7 separate regions of the Mus musculus genome follow, and regions 1, 2, 3, 5, 6 and 7 are each linked to region 4. A link is a contact called in public HiChIP or PLAC-seq, Micro-C and promoter capture Hi-C data. All regions are on one chromosome and are shown on one strand. Each heading gives the region's core, a stretch centred on a gene start, on an enhancer-like site or on the middle of the called end of the contact. The rest is flanking DNA. Distances are from core to core; before and after follow the strand shown.

Region 1 (2,700 bases), core at 3-2,502, 770 kb before region 4:
AGTGTTGTTCCTGGGCCACACTAGCTGGTGGAGGATCTGAAACTAGAATGCTGCTCTGAGAGGTAGGAATGAAAATCCAGAAAGGCACATAAGCAGGTGGGAAAACTCACTCATCTATTTCACAGGCAAACACATCAAAGTCCAGAAACAGAAAACTCTCTCTTGTGATGACTGCACATGAATTTAGTGGAAAATGGCTAGAAACTTGGCCCCAGTTTCCACAATGCTTGACAGCTGAACAGCAGCTGGGGGCCTAGAGGCTTGAACAGTTACAGATTGGTGCCATGGTAGGGGTTACAGGACATCCATCCTGGTCCCAAATGCACCTCCAAAGTAGCTCTGGAGAGAAAATGCAGTATCTTTCCAGTTGACCCCACTGTGATTACCCAGCTGCGACCAAACTCAAGGCAGAGGTGGGAGGAATTCTATCAGATGTATAGGAAAGGGTGGGAATGAAAACACTTTCCTGGAGGTGTTTGGGAACCAATCACCCTTCTTGGCAGTCTGGACCTGGTTAGCAGCTAGAAGATATTTCACTCAACAGAACCTTAGTGCATAGTGAAATTAGATGCGGTTAGGTAACCTCTTCAGACCTGTTTTCTCAGCTAGAAAAAGCTCCCCGAATGCAATGATTTCCAAAGCCACTTGCAAACAGCTCCAAACATAATTTATCATGACTCAGTGTGGTCTGATGATATGCTGGCTGATGATGGCTCACTGTACCCTCACGAGGCAAAAGAGCCCTGCAATGTGCAATAGGCAAGTGTGAGCAATGCCGCCTAAACATAGCTTTCAGGGAGTAAAGAAAAAGAGCCACAATAAAGTAGATATACTCTCCAGAGGGGTCCTAAAAGTGCTGTGTTCTATTTGGCCCGCGATGGCTTCCAAGCAAGGAAACCTAATGGCACCTCACTACCGTGGTACCCCGCACCTACGCCGCGAGTTCAGATATCAATACGCGCTTGTGCGGGAGGCAGAGCGCTCAAAGGTGGGCAGATCCGAGGCACCTGGTGGACGGGCACAGCAACTATGCTCCGCGGGGCACAGAGCATTAGGGGGCCACCTCTTCCACCCCAGCAGTGTTCAGCTCACTGATTTTTTGCTTAGGGCCGCGCGGCCGCAGGCGAGGTCAGACCCTGGCTATTGGCTCCGGAGAACAAAGGGGCCGCCCCGCGGGCTGCACCAATAGGGCCGGGAGTGTCATCTGAGCCGTTCAGCCAATCCGCAGCGGGGCGGTGCAGGGCGACCAGCCAATCACACGCGTCCGCCTGCCCCGCCTGCCCCGGGACTGGCCATGGCCCGGAGCCCGGTACCCAAGTCGCCCCTTGGGTAGCCGTTCCCGTTAACCTTAGCCACAAAGTCAAAGGTATTTATTTCTCAGGCCCCCTCCCTCCGAGTCCTGTGCAATTCTGGCGGGGAGGGGCGGTGCAGGGACGGACCAGCGCCGGGTCGCTGTTCCCGTGCTGCTCCGGTGTACCGGGCTGTAGAGGAAGGATGGGTCCCGGGCCTTGAGGCGCCCTGAGTCCCGCGTGCACCTCAGCTCTGGGTCCCAATTTTCTGTACCACCAGCACCCTTCCTAGCTCAGTTGGGAGGGACCTGAGGTTGGCTGGGAGGTCAACAGGCCAGGGCAGTAAGGTCAGGAGGGTAGGACTGTTGAAGAGCCAAGAGGACCTACTGAGCCATCTGGTTGTTCTGAGCTCCCTGTCTGTGTCTGCTTCCGTGTAGAAGAGCTTCTGGGGGCAGCAATCCCAGTGTTGGCTACAAGCGATTCTGCGAGGCGGGATGAGGGTGGAGACGGAGAACAAGCAAAAGGAAAGCACGCAGAAGTTACAACTGTGTGCGCGTCTTCGGGGGTGGTTACTGAGACTTCTTTCAAGTAAAATGACCGCAGCAGTCTCAGTGGGTGTGGTGTCTGGCGACACAGAGTCCGAATGGTCTCTAGCAGCAGTGGCAAGTTGGGTGTGGTCACCTGAGGTTGGAGACAAGTGACAGGCTCTGCATTTTTATTTGTTTGTTTTTGGTTTTTAGTTGTGTTAATAACATGAAAACATCCCATAGCATTTGTGTCCTGTCAGTTCCGAAGCTCCATGATTCTGTGCTTCTACCACTCAGTTGTGGCTGACGTTTATGTAAATGAGCCCTCATAACCGTGTTTTGTAATGGTTTACAAGGCTGGGGTCTGGACTGTGTGCTAGGGATAGAGGCATCCTGTATTAGGATGCGTTTGGTCTTCTGGTGGTAACAGAAAGCATGGATGATGACAGTTACCCCACAGGTACTTGTTTGGATGACACATAGCTAAACAGTAGTTTTGAGTTTCCCAAAGATGTCTGTCTCTGGCAAAGTGACCCCTGATTTGGACCAGGGAGGGGGTGTATGGGCAAGGTCACTGCAAGACAGACAAGTTATAGGTATGCAGGTGTGTGAGGACATAACAAATCTAGATATTGGGGACAATGGGGAAAGCTAACCAAAGACTATGTTTTGAATGGCCTTGCCAAGACATTTTTGTCTAAATTTCCAAGTGTTGGAGAGCTCTTGAAGTATGTCAAGGGGGTAAAATGTCAAAATTTCAGTTTTAGAAAAATCAGTTTGGATCTGGGTGGTGGTGGCCCACACCCTTAATCCCAGTACTCAGGAGGCAGAGGCAGGCAGATCTTTGAATTCGAGGCCAGCCTGGTCTACTGAGTGAGTTCAGG
Region 2 (2,700 bases), core at 22-2,521, 950 kb after region 4:
CATGAGCTCATGCACGTGCACACACGCAATCTTAAACTGGGGCCCCTACTCAAATCATTACTATGTTTCTTTGGACATCTGTACTGCTAGAGGTCACAGGAAACCACAGAATCCTCCCAAATTTTAAAAGCTTGTCACCTGCACATACTGGATAAGTATAGCCTCATGCTGCCTCCATGGGGCAGACGGTCTCCTGGGTCAGAAGCCGAAAAGCCACACAAGCAGGTACAGACATAAAATGACAAGGATGTTGCTGTGTCTTAGATATGCTACGCTAGAGGGCTTCATATAACAGTGAGTCATCTAGTGAGGACTTGCATAAGAACAGGAGGAAGGTGTGTGTGTGTGTGTGTGTGTGTGCAGAGCTGAGCTGAGATATACCCAGCACCCCATAAAAAGGAGACTCTGACCTGAACTCTGATCTACTTCTATGGCAGAAGGAAGGCACATCTTCACATTGAATACTCTCCTGTGATAATAATCCTGCTTCTCACATAATCTGCTAATGGGGAAATCCACCTGTCCCAGCAAATACATAGCAAATACAGACAGTGGTAGCATCCCAGTCCCAAGAGGCTCGCTTTTCTTGGGCACACTAAATGCAGCAGCCACTTAAGTCACAAGGCTAAAATCCAAATGGAGGATGTGGCTCCGCCTCTATCAGGACCAGTGGTCATTAGGACAGCAAAGCCAGCATAAGGCTGCCTGAGGGCTTGTTTTCTGTCTCACAGCAGTGTTCAGCCTCCAGTGCTAGCAGGGGGATACAGCAGATCTTATCCTCCCTCCTGGGCCTCTGTCACTCCTCTTAACACTCTATATTTAAGGATGCTTAAAAGTTCTCTCTAAACATGAGAACAATAACCAGGCATTCTCTCAGGTGAGCGTATTACTGTGCCAGCATCCTTCCACAGGCCATGCACTGTCACTCCCATTGGAAGAGGACACAGCTGAGGCTCCATGGGCTGAGGCTCCATACGAAAGGCTGCACACCAAGCAAACAGGGGCACAGCCTCTGCTGCAGACAACGGCCAGATGGTTTTTGTGTGTTTGCTTTTGCCTTGGGATCCAGTTCATACAGACTAAGGTATCTGGTCCTCTCTGGTGATGTCTCTGGGCACAGGGGTACCTGCCCTTGGACTCTGGTCCTCCTCTCCAAGTGCCACAGCAGATGTGCTGGCAGACCCCATGACTGGTGCCACCCCTCCAGGGCTCCATGGCTGCCCCTCACCTTCCCACCTCACATGCCCCTCTCCCCTCACAGCTCTTCCTCCTGCCCTGATTGTCAGCTGTAGTTTGGGGCTATTTTGGGCCTTCATTTTTTTTTTCTTTTTACAAGAGTGCATATAACACCATGGTAACCAAATCATGTTTTCATTTATCCTCATTCCATTTTGAGTTCAGTATTTAAATAACCCAGCTGAATTTGAATCAGACAGATTACTGGATCCCTTAACTACCGATTTAGCCTCCCCCTCTGCCCATATTAAGCAACATTTATCTGATTTTTCACCTGGGAAGCCACTGGCAATACATTTGGGGTGTCTGTATATTCGTTTTCCTGAGTTCCAGGGAACACACTTGTTCTGGGTTTAGGTTTCTGCATTTGTCTTCTTTGCGGTAGGGTCTCACAGGCAGCCTAAGCTGCTCCAGACCTCTCTATGGAGCCAAGGCTGACCTTGAACTCTCAGCCCTCCTACCTGAGGCATGACCACTCCCAGCCTATACTACATTAGGACAAGCAGTTTCTTTAGTTTCTGGGAGGTTGGGTGTGGAAGTTTGAACCTGTAATCCCTTTACTCAAGTGCCTGAGGCCAGAAGAGAGTGTGTTTGAGGCCAGACTGCATCTGCAGTGAGATCATCTCAAAGAAAAAGAGAGACAAAGGGTGGGCGGCAGAAAAGAAAAGCCAAGCTCACCACTCTGTCTCTCCCAGTCCTATAATGCAAATCCATTGACAAAAATAACCAGAAGGCAGAGAATGTTTCAGCACCCCCTCCCCCACTCCCTCTTTATCCTCAGTTTTCTAGGAGTTGAGAGAGAAATATATCAAAGTAAGGACGACGTAGTCTCCTGAAAGGGGAGGAAGGTGCTTTTCATCTTTCTAAAGGTGCGATTTCTATTTTAGCTGAAGGAGTGTTCCACATGGGCAAACACATGGGGGTATTCATTCCCCGGTACACTCGAGCCCTCACACAGCAATAAGGACAGGAATCTCACAGAGCAGCCAAACTTCATAGACCAGACCCTTCTCTGTCCCCACAGATCACTGGTGGTGGCTGTCACCCCCACTTTAAAGAGGAAACTGACACACAAAGAGGCTAAGTTAAGTTGCCCAGAGTTCTACAGTCTGTTGAAACAGAACTGCACTTCTAATGTGAGCTGCGAGGTTCCCGAACCTTCCATGCTAACTTTCGTGGAAGGATCTCACGGACCCCAGGCCACAGAAGGACAACATGGCTATCCACTAGATGAGGACAGGGACTCTTTGTCTGTCTCTACAGCCTCCCATTCCACTGTGGGGTCTGGGCATCTGCAATAGTACTAGGCACACAGGAAACATTAAAAAAAAAAAAGGACACTGCTTATTGCTCTAAATAATAAATACACACATGAGTGATCCCTCTTGAGTAAAACTCTAGACCATTGCACTGATGTGACCACGTCTACTCTGAGAGGTAGCCAGGCTCCATAATGGTGGTGCC
Region 3 (2,700 bases), core at 185-2,684, 890 kb after region 4:
GACAAAGCCATTGCCTTGGAAAATGTATCTTTCCACCAATAGTGTGTGAAAGGAACAAAGGGTGGTCAGAGGATAGGCCTGAGCCTGGCAGGGCAGACCGAAGCAGGCAGCCAAGGCTTTGAGGAGGAGCAGAGGAGAGTGGGACAGAGGTTACGATCAGAGGGAGACAGATATGGTGGCACAGCTTGTAATCTGGGTACTCAGGGCTAGAGAGGTTGAGGCAGGAGAATTACAAATCCAAGACCAGGCTGGCCCTCACAGACAGATAATATCTTTAAAAAAATGTTTTAATTAATTTTCAAAGGTAAACACAGTTATGGGGATTGGCAGAGCTTTCCTGTAATCCTACCACTTGGCCATGGGAGAAGCCCCAGGATCAGAGTGTTCAAGGGCAGACCAGGCTCCCAGGACTGGATCTCAAAAAGAAACGAGAAGATTCCTATGTATAAAGAGGAGACCTCTCCAAGGACTCCAGAGTTCAAAAAGAACAAGAACACCCTGTGGCCAATATACAGCTTCCTCAGGAGGCAGGCCATCCTGGAGTCCAGGGATGTGGGCAGGCAGTCTAGGTTGCTGCTCTCTCTGATCAGGGGTCCAGCCTTTCTTACAAGAAGCACTCCTAGGTGATGCATGTTGAAGAGAATTCATTGTTATTGCATATCTAGATTCTGTTCCTCCAACAGCTCAGATCTTTTCCTTCCACTCCCAACTCTGCCTACGGGTTGACTGTCACCTGGGCCCAGCTGTCCTGGAGCATCCTCCCTGACTCCTCTCTCCAAGTCCCATTCAGACTCCCAGTGAGTGGCTGGCTGTTTTGTTCAGGCTTCAGCAAAGCCTGGAAGCTGCCTGGTGTCTTTCCCTGAGGGGTGCAAGTGGGAAGAACCCCTCCCCAAACGGCCACTCCAGGCAAAAGGCCTCACAGTGAAGAGGTTCAGTCAGTTACCCCAGGTCAGGCAGGACCCATGCCAGCCTGTGATCTTCCTGCACATGCACTCATGCACACACTGGATCCTTCTGACACCGACACAGGAGAGAGATTAGAAGACAAAGGATGGATGCATGGGATATGGTGAAGGCATGGTGAGATGGGGTGCCAGAGAACACCAGCTGCACTTGCCACATCCCAGGACCACAGGAGTGGTGGTGATCATGGTGGAAGGGGCAAGGATGGAATGGAGACAGGGCGAGAATGAGACTATGGGTAAGAAGGAGCAGCTGCTCCTACTGGAAGGTGGGGAGAAAAAAGGAGATCACTACCCCAATCGCCCGCCTCTGGGAGATGTAAGGGGATCTTCCGGGGCAAAGGGGAGCCGACAATTTGCCCCAGGCCAGGACACAATGCGGGCGGAGGGAAGAGGAGCCCAAGCGGAACCCGCAGCTCGCGCCCGCCGCCACTTACCCGCGCGCCGCCTCTCCGTCCTGCACGCTCCGTTCTTTCACGCGCACGCGCGCGTTCCCGGACACCCACAGAGAAGAGGAGGGAGGGCCTGGACCTTTGCTCCGTCCTGCCCCTGGATGCCTCAGCCGGTCCACAAGCTAAGGGATGGCGCCGGGGGCGGGGCTGAACCCGGGAGCTGGGGGACCTGGCAGCAGAGTTAAAGGCGCTAGCTGGTCTAGGAGATCCAGGCAGCACCAGAGACTACTTCTAACCAGACACTGCCTGTCTTCCTTCCGGAACTGCCAACCGTCCGGGTCAGTCTCTGGCTCTCCATCTGCTCCACAGGAGGAAGATGGGGACGAGACTGTGGCCTACTGGCTACAGTTCCCTCATCCCACCCACCTCCCCTTCTCTATGCCCCTGGTTCTCCAGAGCCTGTCCAGGCACTAAGAGGGTGTGAGCTGTCAGCGTGGCTTTGCAGTGTCCAGGAAACTCCCACCTTGGCCTTGGCAACCCTTGCACTTGTTTGGGGCTTGGAGCTTGGTGTTGAGTAGCTTAATCAGAGAGGTAAGCTCTCTGAAGGCAGAATCAAGCCTACAGGCGCTTGGTAAACTGAGGGAGAGGATTGAAGCAGAACGTTGCACCCTCTGAGTCAATTTTTATAGGATGTTCTTTCCCGTGCAATAAATAGAAAAAGAGAATTCTCCTTCTGCACCCCCACCTCCAAGCCCCGGATTTACACACTCAGAGAGTAGCCGCACTTTGTGGCTGCCCCAGTGGGGAGGAGCCTGGGAGGCTGCTAAAAGGGTGGAGTCTCTTTTGGTCCCCTCACGTCAAACCTCTCCTAACTATCCACACTACTACCCTCTGTAGCTCCTTCCATACTCTATGATTCTCCTGTGCTCCAACAGCCACCACTCTACTATATGTAGAATACAAACGTCTTCCCTAAATCTTCATGTCTCAGAGGACAGTAACTTTTGTCTGCTTTATTGACAGTGTCCGGCTCCAAACTTGAAACTTACTGCATAGTAGATACTCAGTAAATTATGCTTGGATTAAATGAGATGGCCAGCATAGCATGCAAAGGTGCCTGGCGCCAAGTCTGACCATCTGATTGGGTCCCAGAGCCCACACAGTGGAAGAACTGATTCATACAGGGTACCCTTCAGTTATCCCCTGACACACACATGTATATAATAAAAAAAAAATCTTTTAGAGAAATGAACTGTCGCGTTTGTTCCTCAGACGGGGCAGATGGAGATTGTGGGGTGGACTTCATAAGTTATCCCGGTTCAAGCTTTCTTTTCTAGCAACTTAAG
Region 4 (2,727 bases), core at 24-2,523:
TTTTTATATAAAATGCGTGGAGATTCTTTTTAAATGTTGAAACAGACTTATCTTGGAGTCAGGTGTATAGTTTGGCAGTACAGAGCTTACCTAGCAGCTCAAAGGCTTTGTGCTCCTACCCGGAAGGCAAGAACTTGGCTGAATTGTTTCTGCTTGTTCTTCCTTAACCTGTTATTTTCTTTGGAGAACATTTTTTTTTCCTTGTCACTTGCACTGGTACTCAGGATTGCTGGTTTTATATTTTATTATTTTCCAGTGGCATCGAGACTTGAACCCAGGGTCTCAGTATGCTAAACTCATGCTGTCCAACTAAGCTTCTATGCTCAGTTCTCAGCCTCAACCGTAATACTGAAAACATGGACGTTGACACCCCTCCCCCACACTTCAGAGATGTACTGATTCGAAGTGTGTGATTGTGAATGGGTGCGTGCAGCAGTGTAAACAAGCTCTGAGGCCAGTGGGCAAGAGGAAAGGGTTGGGTGTCTTCCTCTATCATGCTCCATTTAATCCTTTCATGTAGTCTCTCCCTGAACCCAGGGTTGGGATTTTCTTGTCTAGGCTGAAAGCCAGCAAACCTCATTGATTTTTCTGTCTCCACCTACCTTGAAACTGGGGTATTAAGAGTCTGAGATGCCTGGTTCTTTATGTGGGTGCTGGGATCTGAACTCTGGTACTTATGATCGCACAGCAAGCACTCTTAGCTACCGCTCCAAGTGGCCAATTCTCCAAGACTACGTACATTTCGAGAGATTGATTAAATGGGAAGAGGTATATAAACCCTGTTTTGAGAACCCATTGTATCCTGGCACTGCACTTATTCTTAAGGAGACTCTGGGAATGAAGCAGTGAAGAGCACGAAGTTTGAAGTGGGCAAACAGCATCTGTTTTGCAGCCTTGGGCTATGCAGGAGAAGCCAATTTGTAGGGCTCAGGTAGCGGTAGGGTGGCGAAGCTCAAGCTAAATTAAGCTCAAGGACCCTTAGAGGATCGCCAGGTAGACTGTGGGCCACGGAAGCAATCACGAGGGTTGGTGGAGACGTTTGGCCTGGAGCAGCAAGAGGGGCGGGGCAAAGCGGGGCTTGGCCAAGGGGCGTGGCACAAGGAAGAAGAGGGGCGCTAGGACAGGCCGGATGCTAGGGTAGAGCGGGAGCTGGGGAGAGGTAAGGATGAGGGCGGAGCTAAGTGGGGCGGAGCCCAGAGGAGGGGGAAGATTGATTGGGGAGGAGCTGCGGGGAGAGGACGGGAGCTGAGGGGGACAAGGGCGGGACTAAGCGGGTGAAACAGAGGGGCGGGGCCCAGGACGGGGCGGGGCTAAGGGGGCGGGACCGGGCAGTTTCTGGCGGCAAGGCTGTTTGTTACTCGCGCAGGTCTGGTGGATCCTGCCTGGCAGCTGCAGGGCGGACTCAAGAGCTCGAGGCAAGGGCTCCTTTCGCTTCCCGCGGCCATGGAGCGGCTGACGTTGCCTCCTGGTGGTGCGGAGGCAGTGGACGAGTACTTGGAGTACCGGAGGTGAGGCCTTAACTCTGCTCCGCGGGGCGGGCTCCTGTTCACGGACTCTTGTCCGTCCGAGCACGGTGGGACGAACCCGGACCCAGCGGACGAACGTACTAGCGCTCTGGGAGTCTGTTCGGGAGGCCTGGATTAATTTCACATTTCATCCTCTGTAATTAAATTTGCAGACACACAATTCTATTCTATAATGAATCTCTTCGGAGACCACTTGAGAGTCTCCTTTGCCAAAAGGGATGATTAACTACTTTTAAAATGGATCCCTTTTTGTTTCTCTTAGTGACAATTGATTTACATATTGGGTCTATAAAAGTTAGTAGATGTCAGTTTATACATCAATTCAGTGCTCTCCCAAACCAAGGGAGATGGTTTTTGGACTTAGCTTCCGAGACTCCTCTCTGGAAGCAGGGAACACAGCTGCTTGCTCCTTTGGCTCCACACACATCTGCCCCCAATTCCCATAGCCTAGGAGGGGTTTCTTCTTGACAGCTGGGAAACTGGGAGAATAGAGGTTACAGACGACTTGGAGAATGTGTGTGCACAAAGGAAAAGCCAGATGTATAGAGCTTCCCCCAAGTCATTCGTGGGGTGTCCAGGCAGTTGGGTTTCCCAGCATATTGCCCCAATAGTGTAGTTTTGGGTAATGCTTAGAACTTTCTGAAGATTCTGAACAGGAAATGTGAGATGGAACAGCTTGATCAGTCTGTCTTAGTTAGGTTTCTATTGCTCTATTGAAACACTGATCAAAAGCAACTTAGGAGGAAAGGGTTTATTTCAGTGTATAGCTTGTAGGCCATGATCCAGGGAGGCCAGGCCAGGGGCTAATGCAGTGCCCCTGGAGGGTGCTGCTCATTGCTTTGCTGTTCATGGCTTGCTCGGCCTGTTTGCTAATAGCATAGTAATAGTGAGCTGGGCCCTCCTACATCAATCAGAGGTCCTGCCACAGGCTTGCCCACAGGCCAGTCTAGTGTGTATGTGTGTCATTTTTTCTCAGTTGAAATTTTCTTATTTTTTTAAAAATTCTTTTTAAAAAGGAATTATTTATTTTTTGTATATGAGTACACTGTACCTGTCTTCAGACACACCAGCAGAGGGCATCAGATCCCATTACAGATGGTTGTGAGCCACCATGTGGTTGCTGGGAATTGAACTCAGGACCTCTAGAAGACCAGTCAGTGCTCTTAATGACTGAACCAACTCTCCAGCCCTCATTTGAGAT
Region 5 (2,700 bases), core at 167-2,666, 740 kb after region 4:
TGCTGTAGGAAGGAGCCACTGAGTATCCAGAAAAGTAAGAAAACCCCGAAGAGTCCACACCACCGTGAGAGGTCAAACCATGATACTCTCTGCCTATGTCTTACTTCTCACCTTTGGGCACCGAGCCCACTCGGTCTCATTTCACAAGGTGAACTTGGCTATAGGGGACCACAATACCTACCCAAAGTTACTCCGTGCTCCTCGGCACATTCCACTTTTCTTAATTGCTTCCAATTTCCTTTTCTCAGGTTTGCTGTTCCAGGAAAAAGGGTTCTAAATTAACGCTCTACAAAGTCCCCCTACATGTTGGTTTGCAAAATTAATGATCCTCATGGCAGAGCAAATTAATCTTTGATGCTTGGTTGACGCTAAAGACAAAACTCACTGGGGCCCTCTTAAGACACAGAATCAGAGTCGTCCCCCACCCCCGCCCCTTTTCCCTTCCGTGCCAGCTACATCCACAAAGTAGGCAGTGCATTACATCTCAGAAGCCCATCTCTGAATCTTGTCGTCAGTCTGTGCAGGGGCTGTGCAAGGTGCTCAGAAGCTAGGAGAGGCTACGCAGTGGAAGCCACCAGATAGATGGTCACAGGAGAAGTTCCACTTGCACTTTCTACAGCTACTGAGGAGACGTGTTGCTCCACTGAAAGAACACTACTTGCTTCAATTTTAGGGAGACTATGACAGCATCTGCGAGAGCCCACAGCACAGGTCTGAGGGCTTGCAGAGAGATCTCAGAAAGGACTGGAAGCTCTCGCACTGCTACTGTAGTTCTAGCCAGAAGCGTTTGCTACATTGCAATGCTCAATTCCTTTTAGCTTAAAAAAAAAAAAAAAATTAAAGCTACACGCCTGTCAAAAGGACACTTTCTGAGAGGGCACCCATCAGCAATCATCCCACTCCGCGCAGGGTCGCGGCTGGAGGCACGGTACTCCGTCCTCCTCCTCCCAGGTCTGGGAAAGCCAGATGTTTGGGAGGGTCTGGCTAAGCCCGCTCCACGATCCCGCCCGAGCCCTGGCACTATGAAAGAAGCTAGTGTCCTTTCATTTGTCGGGTGTGAACCATAGCCTCGGGTTGGGCCTTTGGGAGAAAATTCAGTCCCCCTTCAAGTCCACCTCCGAGTCAGGGCTGTAAGAAGAGTGGCGGGCGCGGGCTCCAGGACTCTCGCGTCTCCTTTGTGCTATAAGCCGCTCTCGGCCGGTTCCCGCTCCTCTCCCACAGAACGTGGAGGACGCGCGCTGGGCCAGGGCGACCCTAAGGGACCCGCCCGCAGGGCCCTCTGGTGGTAGCACCTGGCGGCCAGGCCACAACCGAGGGGCGGGGCCGGGCTGGGCGGGGGTTGGCGGGGGAGGGGGGGAATCTCCGCGCGCACGAGTCCGCGCGCTCGCCGCGTCCGGCGCACGCGCGAGGCCGGGAGGAGCGCGCCCCGGCGGCGACGGCGGGAGCGGAGCGGCTGAGAGAGGCTGGCCGCGCGGGCCGGCGGGCAGCGGCAGCGCCCGGAGCCGGGCGAAGGGCGAGGCCGGCGGGGACGGCGGAAGTCGCCCGCCCGACCGCGAGCCCCTGAGTCGGTAGATGGGGCTGCGCGGCGCCCGCGACTGATGAGTGGAGCGGCGGCGCGGAGGCGGCCGAGGTGCGAGCCGGTGAGTGGCGGCCCCACGCGGTGCGGTAACGGCCGGCCCCGGAGCCCCAAGCCCGGCGGCGCCACGCGGGCCCCGCCCCTGCCACCTGGGCGCGGGAGCCGTGGCGTGTCCCTCGCGCGCCCCTCGCCCCACGCGTCCCCCGCGGGCCGCCCCTTCCGGGCGGGGCCGGCCGCCTCCCTCTGCGGCGCGGGCGCCTCGGCGTGGACCCGGGCGGGCGAGCGAGCGGGCTGGCGCTGGGACTGACACCTTTGGGGGCTCAGAGATCCCGGGGAGGAGGCTTGCTGCAACTCCTGCTGCCACTTCCGAGCCACGAGGTTCCAGTTGTTTGGCTAAAGTGGCGGTGGGCGAGCACACGCCTCTGCGGGGGCGGTCGCCGCTCAGCGCGTGCTCTCCGAGCTGGACACATTTGCCTGAAAGCAGAAAGGTGCCTGCCTTCTCTTCCCCCACTTCTATTTTGGCCGGACGGCAGGCCGGAGGGGAGTAGATGCAAGATCGGACAGCGCGGTGACAGCTTGTGGATTGGTTGGGGTGTCTTTGGTTATTTTTCTTGCTGGGGGGACTCTTTTTTTTTTTTTTTAACACTTTATTGGGAGTTTATTCTCAAGGTACCAGTTCCTGGGATCGCAGCTCGAGAAAACATTCATTAAGCTCCCCTTTTCTGGGGTGAGTATTTGTGTAGGTGGGGAGAAGGGTGAGGAAGAGACTCAAGGCTGTAGGCAAGGCTCAGAAAATTCTCCGCATTACTCAAAAAGCAGCCGGTTAAGGTCAGGCTAGCCATGCTTTTACTCTTTTCCTACGCCTCTGGGAATTCTTGGAATTTTACTTTAGCCCTCCTGAATGGGGTTCCTTGTCATATAGCTGACAGCATTCGGGGTGCGTTAAATTGGTCTTCACTTGGAATATGAGTTAGCAGCCATTTCTTCCCATGTGGTGTTTCAGGTCATTATTTCTTTTTTGGAAACTTACATACGTCTCATGTGTACTAAAACTATCTCAGCCTTGGTTAAGGGTAAATTTTGGTACACTGGTCAAACAATGCACCAGCCTTTGGCTGTGTAGT
Region 6 (2,700 bases), core at 136-2,635, 810 kb before region 4:
CTGCTCCTGGAAGCAGAGGCAGCCACTCCTGGATTTGTCCCCTCTCTCCCTGGACCCTCCCTATTTTGTTTTTTTTTTTGTTTTTGTTTTTTTTTAAATGAGATTTGATTCCTGATGTGATGTTTTTGTTTTTGTTTTTGTTTTTTAGCATCAGAAGAAGCAAAGAAGCAATGAAGAGAAGTGGAGCGGGGCTGAGGCTCCAGAGCTCAGCTGGGTATACCCTTCCCTGGGAGCTGCAGTGCCTCTTGCTGAGGAGGCTTCCTCTCAGAGCTATGTGGTTCCTGGGCTCCTGTGTCTCAGGACGCTCTTCTATTGGGACACTGTCCTACCTCTGAGCTGTGTGGTTCCTAGGCTACCATGTCTACCATTGGGACACTCTCTCTGCTAAGAGTTGTGCGGTTCTTGGGGTTCCACACCTTCCTAGAAGGAACATTTATAGCTTCTAATCTTAAAATAGACTCAGGCTGGTCCATCACATGGAGAAGTTCAAGGGAGATCAAATGGATACCGGGCACCATTTGACGGATTAGAAAAGCTAGGTCACCACTGGCCTGCAGCCTAGCACACTGAACGTCATCAAACACGTATTCATTAAGGACTTTGCACTGTGATACAGTGCAAAGATGTGAACAACAACAAAACTGTGCCTATACTTAGCCAGCCCAGGCTGGAAGGGTGTGGACTGAACTGGGATTGCTTTGTCTGAGTGCACAGAAAGCATCAGGAGATGGAAAACCCTCCCAATGTAGACATTTCCAAGTGGCCTGTGAAAGAAAGTGAGAGGCATTCTCCCCTGTGCCTAGTTAAGGTGACCTCTTTATCCGTTGGACAATGTCATTTACAAAGGTGGCAGTTTGCGTTGGTGACATCTCTGGGGGCAAGGCCTTTGGGAATATCACTAGGCAGTGCACATTTATCTCAGGAAACATTCTGATGTAGTTTTCTAAAAATACGGGTAAGGTTCCCACAAGGGGTCCTTCTTATCGTTATTGTGGCACCTTTTGTCTGCAGTCCTAGGCGGTGAGCATGACTGCACCGCTGTGAGGGGCAGGGTTCGGAGAGGGGTGGGCGAGCACGTACCAGGCACCGTTTATCGGGTTAGAAAATCTAGGTCACCACTGGCCTGCAGCCTAGCATACTGAATGTCACAGAACACATTCGTTAAGGAACCATAAATGCCTTTCCCAACGTCGCTCTGTCAAATGTGCTAATGACCAAACTAACAGGAACAAAATCCTCCAGCAGCACTGGCCGCGGGTTCCAGCACAAAGAGCTAGAAGCTCCTCTGGTTGTGTAATCTGCGTCACTTGCGTACCCTGCCAGCCGCAGCGCGTCCCTTAAAAACAACTTTTTCTGCGTCGCACCACTCCCCGCCCCTTCCGGCCTTTCGCAGGTTCCGGGTCGGCTGGGCCTGCGCCAGAAACCGAGTTGCGTGTTCTGTTTGTTTGGGGGATGCTGGATTCTTCTGGAACCGCCCGCGGTTAGTGGCCACGCCCTCAGCCCCAGGCACTGCTCTGAGTGCAGTTAACAGACAGAACGCTTTAACCGGTAACAATCGCGGCCGGTGAGGTGGGTGCTGCCTTGGTGGCCAGGAGACATTAGGATTGGATTTCCTATCCCACAATCACAGCCTCTTGGTATACATAACAACAAGGGTTCCGCTAGTGTGATAGATTATTTTAAAAGAGCAGCCGTAGAGAAAAAGGCGGAAAAAGTTTTGGTCTTGTTTATTCTCGGTGAGGGAGCATTTGTCACAAGATATGCAAATGGCAAAAATGCCTACAAAGGAAGAAGGATGCGGCCCCTTATTGGGGTCAGAAATGGGTGGAAATGACTTCAGTAGTCCCCAAAGGAAGCTGGGAAGTGTAGTCTCCCAGCAGGAACTTATCCGTGGCTTTTGTCACTTTGGCTATGTGAGCTCAGAAGATGGCGGAGTGTTGTTTAAAACATCCTCCACTGTTGTGCCAGGGAAAAGTTAGTGACCCCCCCCCCCCCCCCGCCAAACACACACACACACACACACACACACAGGAGCTGATCTGATGCAACTCACAGCAGGGTCTTTATTCTATTCGAGCTAGCTCAAGCCCCCCCAATGCACCACCCTCACACAGGACGGTTTTGGTGGGGGAGGAGCCCCGAATGTCTATGTGGCAAGGCTTTATAGTAAGCACCAAACATGGAATACGAATGCGAGCATCTAAATGGAAAGCTACTTTGGCCTTTAATATAACTGGCTGGTGCTGGGAGTCACATCATAAACTTAACTTCTGCTCCCCTCTGCATGGGTGGTCATTAGGCAAGGGTTGGGCTTGCAACCTGGGGTGCAGGTTTGTTGGGGGAATAACCAGGAGATACTGGTCTTGTTAGGGGTGTAACTTGGAAACTCTGCTCTTGTTGGGGATTAGCCTAGAGACGAGCTAGGCTCAGGTTTTGTTGTGGGGACAACTTGGATACTAATGCTAGATACCGGCCTGTAGTCTACCTGAGTTCAAGCTTAGGTCAGATTCTCTAAAATGGAGTCTGAATTTAAAAGCTTTGGCATCTCACACTGACTGGCTTAAATTCTCTGGTTGTGTGGGAGACTAGAGCTCCTTCTTCCCCAGGTGTAGGAATGTGAGAGGAGAGGAGGCTGGCAAGCTTGCACAGAGTGGGACTGTGGAATGCCCCTGGATGTATGTTTGTGCGGTGTAACAGGGT
Region 7 (2,700 bases), core at 89-2,588, 920 kb before region 4:
ACTCGGGTTTCTTTTCCTTCTTTCCTCTCCTCAGTTCCCTCCCCCTCCCCCACACCAGCCTCCCCTCTGCTTCCCTCCCTCCCGCTGCTCTCCTTCCCCCCTCAGCGGCCCCCGCCTCCCTTCCCCCTCTGCCTACCCTGCAAGCTCCGGCTCCGCTTCTCTCCCCTCCCGGTCCCCAGCCTTGTTCTTCCCCTCCCCCTCCTAGTCCGCTCCCTAGCTTCCAGGTCTCACGCCCCCCATCTTGGGGGGGGGAATCCAAGCTAACCCCACATTCTCTGGACCTACTCCCTCGTTCTGCCCCTCCCCATACCCCTTTCTTCCCAACACACCTCCCTCTCAGCAGCCCCCTTGCCCATTTCTGCTCCCCACTGACTTCACGCCCTCTCCGGAGTTTTCCTTCTGACTAGACTCCCCCCAATCCCCGCCCCTGTTAGAGCTCCGGAGTCACTCCGGGTCCCGGCCCCCTGCCCTGCTCTAGGCTCACCTGTCAGCGTCCTTCGCTCCCGACCAGCCCCATCCCTGAGCCCGTTTCCTGCCCTTTCGCACTGGACCCTTCCTCTATCCCGAGGAACCCTACTCCCGCTCCTGGGGATCCTCCCCGCAGGCCCCTCCCGCCCTCTTCCCACCTGCTCCCACCGGGCCTCCCCGAGTCCTTGCCCTCCCCTCCAGTTTCCTAGTCTCCCCATCTGCGCCAGGACCCTCCCTCCTGACTCCCTTCCCTCCTGGTCTGACCCCCCCCCTCCCCCACACTCGCGTCTGCGCGCCCCTTCCCTCGGGGTTGTCACCTGCCGTGGGTCGGCAGGGCTTGTAAAGCTCCGTTTGGGTGGCGGGGGAGACGCCTGCCCGGGAGTCTCGGGTGTCCTTACCTGGCGGGCTCCTGCGGCTACGTGCCGCGGCCCGCTTCGGGGACCCAGGCGCTCGGGCCTCCGGTCCCGGGCGGCCGTTTGCACAATGGCGCCGGCTGCCTGCAGCTTGGGTGCGGGCTGCCCGAAAGACTCCGGGACTGACAGCCCTGAAACTTCGCGGGGAGGGGAAGGAAAGACGCGGAGGGAGAGGGTGTGGGGCAGCGTTGCGGGTGATCGGGGGGAGGAACCCGGGAAGCGGGAACACTGCTCCGGGGCACAGGCTAAAGCGGAGGGTCTTCGAGAGACCTGCCGCGGGAGGGTGCACTAATGGGCTTGGGTGCAGGTGACGGTCTGAGGGCAAGATGCCCGGAGTGTGGAGATGGAAAGTGGGAGCTTAGGACCGAGGAAGGGCAGAGGGGAGAGGAAGGAGAAGAAGAGGCTAGAAGGAAGGGCACTCGGGCTAGAAGGGAGGGTGCTCACAGCCTAGGAGGGAGGAGCTGGAGAAAGGTGGAGCGCGGAACGGGGTGGTGGTGGTAGTAGTGAAGAGTTGGGGGGAGTAGGGAGAGGAGGGGGCGTGTTTGGGGAGGAGAGCAATGTGTGTATGGCTGTCTTTAAAATCGCCAGTGGCAGCCGAGTAAGTGGTAGCGCCGCGGTCCCGCGGGAGACTGTCTGGCCAGCAGAGATTGGGAGAATCGGTCAAAAAACTCTCCACCAGGATCCACCCAGACCGGAGGACGCGATCCAAGTCTCACCGCGGAGACTGAGGATTAAGAACCAATCTAAGAGGGCAGAGAGAGGGCTCTCAAAGTAGAAAATGGGGAAAAAGGAACCAAGTCCCCGACTGAGACCGCTGGACAGGCATGGAAACTGCAGGGGGTGAGGTGGGGCGGGGCTGGGCGGGGGCGGGGGAGTGTTGTCCGTGGGTAAGAAAACCTCCTGGCGTTAGGTGTGGATCTCTCCCCAGACTTCCACCATTTCTGCTCATGGGTGCAGGTACTCCTAAGCCATCCCCCTCTGCTCTTCAGACACCCTCACCCAGCCCTGGAATTAAAATCTAGGCTGGATATTCCATGCCCTGTGATTTTTCTTCAAACTCCCATGGGCTCCCATTTCCGCCTGCCTGCCCCTGTAGGGAAAAGGGCAGATCCAAGTTACATTTCTCCCCAGTCCAAGCTTCCCTTGTCAGCCAAGTTGCAGAACAGAGCTGCTGGGAGAGAGTCTGGGAAGAGGAGGCCATTAAATGGCCCTCTTGGATAGGACACGGTCCCTGACAATGGCACCCTGACACAAGGATAGTGACACCTGTGGAATCAGGGCAGTGACCCAAGGCTAGCCTTATAAGATGGAGCAGGGATGTCCTCAACATTTACAGATAGTTAGAGTGAAATCTGGAGCAATGGAGACCGACCTGAAGGATCAGGAGGTCCTGTGACTCAAGATGCAAAAGGCTCTTTTAATAACTGGCTGCTTCACTGAGTAAAGATGGCTAGGAGCAGAGTTTGTGTCCCTCTCTGTGTGCAAGAATGGGCTTTGAGAACTGCAGTCCACGTATGTAGGATATGCAGGAACAGTGGCCAGGTGAGAATGTTAGAGAAGTTAGAAGGACACTGTGCCCAGAATAGATGCTGACCCTTCCCCAGGACTGCTCAACTCCCAGGCACCAACCCTAGATATCTGGAAGCAACTGGGGAAACTCATACTGGCCCTATTTTGGTCCCAGGCCCAATAGTAGGCCCAGAGGAAGGAACCCCCAGGCCAGGTGGGGTGCACCAGGTGGGGTGACCATGCAGGATGCCCAGTGGGACCTCATTTCATTATGAAATAGAAGGATTCAGAGTTTCCGGTCCAGCCGCAT

The links. Promoter capture Hi-C pulls out the DNA fragments that hold promoters and counts their contacts. A called contact is a pair of places that touch in the nucleus more often than the background predicts. HiChIP or PLAC-seq counts read pairs in DNA pulled down with a chosen protein or histone mark.
Region 1: a promoter capture Hi-C map of pre-B cells shows a contact between it and region 4, with 5 times the contacts expected there. The contact joins the promoter of Zfp775 here to the promoter of Fam221a in region 4. A contact is called at or near these places in 2 of 39 promoter capture datasets (hippocampal neurons and pre-B cells) and 1 of 115 datasets of contacts at active chromatin or transcription factors (embryonic forebrain).
Region 2: an H3K27ac HiChIP or PLAC-seq map of embryonic stem cells shows a contact between it and region 4, with 4 times the contacts expected there. The contact joins the enhancer-like site here to the promoter of Fam221a in region 4. A contact is called at or near these places in 3 of 39 promoter capture datasets (embryonic stem cells, hippocampal neurons and pre-B cells) and 4 of 115 datasets of contacts at active chromatin or transcription factors (astrocytes, embryonic stem cells and large pre-B cells).
Region 3: an H3K4me3 HiChIP or PLAC-seq map of bone marrow-derived macrophages shows a contact between it and region 4, with 3 times the contacts expected there. The contact joins the promoter of Gsdme here to the promoter of Fam221a in region 4. A contact is called at or near these places in 2 of 39 promoter capture datasets (hippocampal neurons and liver) and 1 of 115 datasets of contacts at active chromatin or transcription factors (bone marrow-derived macrophages).
Region 5: an H3K27ac HiChIP or PLAC-seq map of embryonic stem cells shows a contact between it and region 4, with 9 times the contacts expected there. The contact joins the promoter of Mpp6 here to the promoter of Fam221a in region 4. A contact is called at or near these places in 2 of 39 promoter capture datasets (embryonic stem cells and pre-B cells), 1 of 484 Hi-C or Micro-C datasets (rod photoreceptor) and 1 of 115 datasets of contacts at active chromatin or transcription factors (embryonic stem cells).
Region 6: a contact with region 4 is called in a promoter capture Hi-C map of pre-B cells, with 3 times the contacts expected there. The contact joins the promoter of Lrrc61 here to the promoter of Fam221a in region 4. A contact is called at or near these places in 3 of 39 promoter capture datasets (hippocampal neurons, liver and pre-B cells).
Region 7: a contact with region 4 is called in a Micro-C map of embryonic stem cells, with 5 times the contacts expected there. The contact joins the promoter of Zfp467 here to the promoter of Fam221a in region 4. A contact is called at or near these places in 2 of 39 promoter capture datasets (cranial neural crest and pre-B cells), 1 of 484 Hi-C or Micro-C datasets (embryonic stem cells) and 1 of 9 other capture datasets (liver).

What each region holds. Positions count from the first base shown.
Region 1 is chr6:48,600,755-48,603,454 of GRCm38.p6, forward strand. It overlaps Zfp775 (zinc finger protein 775), which reads left to right and starts at 1,253. Exons shown (of 3, transcript NM_173429.3): 1 at 1,253-1,366.
Region 2 is chr6:50,316,985-50,319,684 of GRCm38.p6, forward strand. The region is part of intron 17 of Osbpl3 (oxysterol binding protein-like 3); the gene reads right to left. Among named protein-coding and RNA genes, the nearest start is that of Gsdme, 57 kb to the left of the region's middle. Within about 2 kb of position 1,272, at least 31 of the 459 cell types and tissues checked have an H3K27ac peak or open chromatin away from gene starts, as enhancers often do. A contact at or near this core is called in embryonic stem cells and hippocampal neurons, where this site is marked.
Region 3 is chr6:50,260,335-50,263,034 of GRCm38.p6, forward strand. It overlaps Gsdme (gasdermin E), which reads right to left and starts at 1,435. Exons shown (of 10, transcript NM_018769.4): 1 at 1,400-1,435.
Region 4 is chr6:49,366,466-49,369,192 of GRCm38.p6, forward strand. It overlaps Fam221a (family with sequence similarity 221, member A), which reads left to right and starts at 1,274. Exons shown (of 7, transcript NM_172727.3): 1 at 1,274-1,508. The coding sequence starts at 1,444.
Region 5 is chr6:50,108,825-50,111,524 of GRCm38.p6, forward strand. It overlaps Mpp6 (membrane protein, palmitoylated 6 (MAGUK p55 subfamily member 6)), which reads left to right and starts at 1,417. Exons shown (of 13, transcript NM_019939.2): 1 at 1,417-1,640. It overlaps Gm38805 (a long non-coding RNA gene), which reads right to left and starts at 1,333. Exons shown (of 3, transcript XR_869061.1): 1 at 1,116-1,333; 2 at 182-253.
Region 6 is chr6:48,553,414-48,556,113 of GRCm38.p6, forward strand. It overlaps Lrrc61 (leucine rich repeat containing 61), which reads left to right and starts at 1,386. Exons shown (of 3, transcript NM_177736.3): 1 at 1,386-1,569.
Region 7 is chr6:48,444,487-48,447,186 of GRCm38.p6, forward strand. Zfp467 (zinc finger protein 467) reads right to left here and starts at 1,339. Exons shown (of 5, transcript NM_020589.2): 1 at 867-1,339. It also overlaps a transcript of Sspo not described here.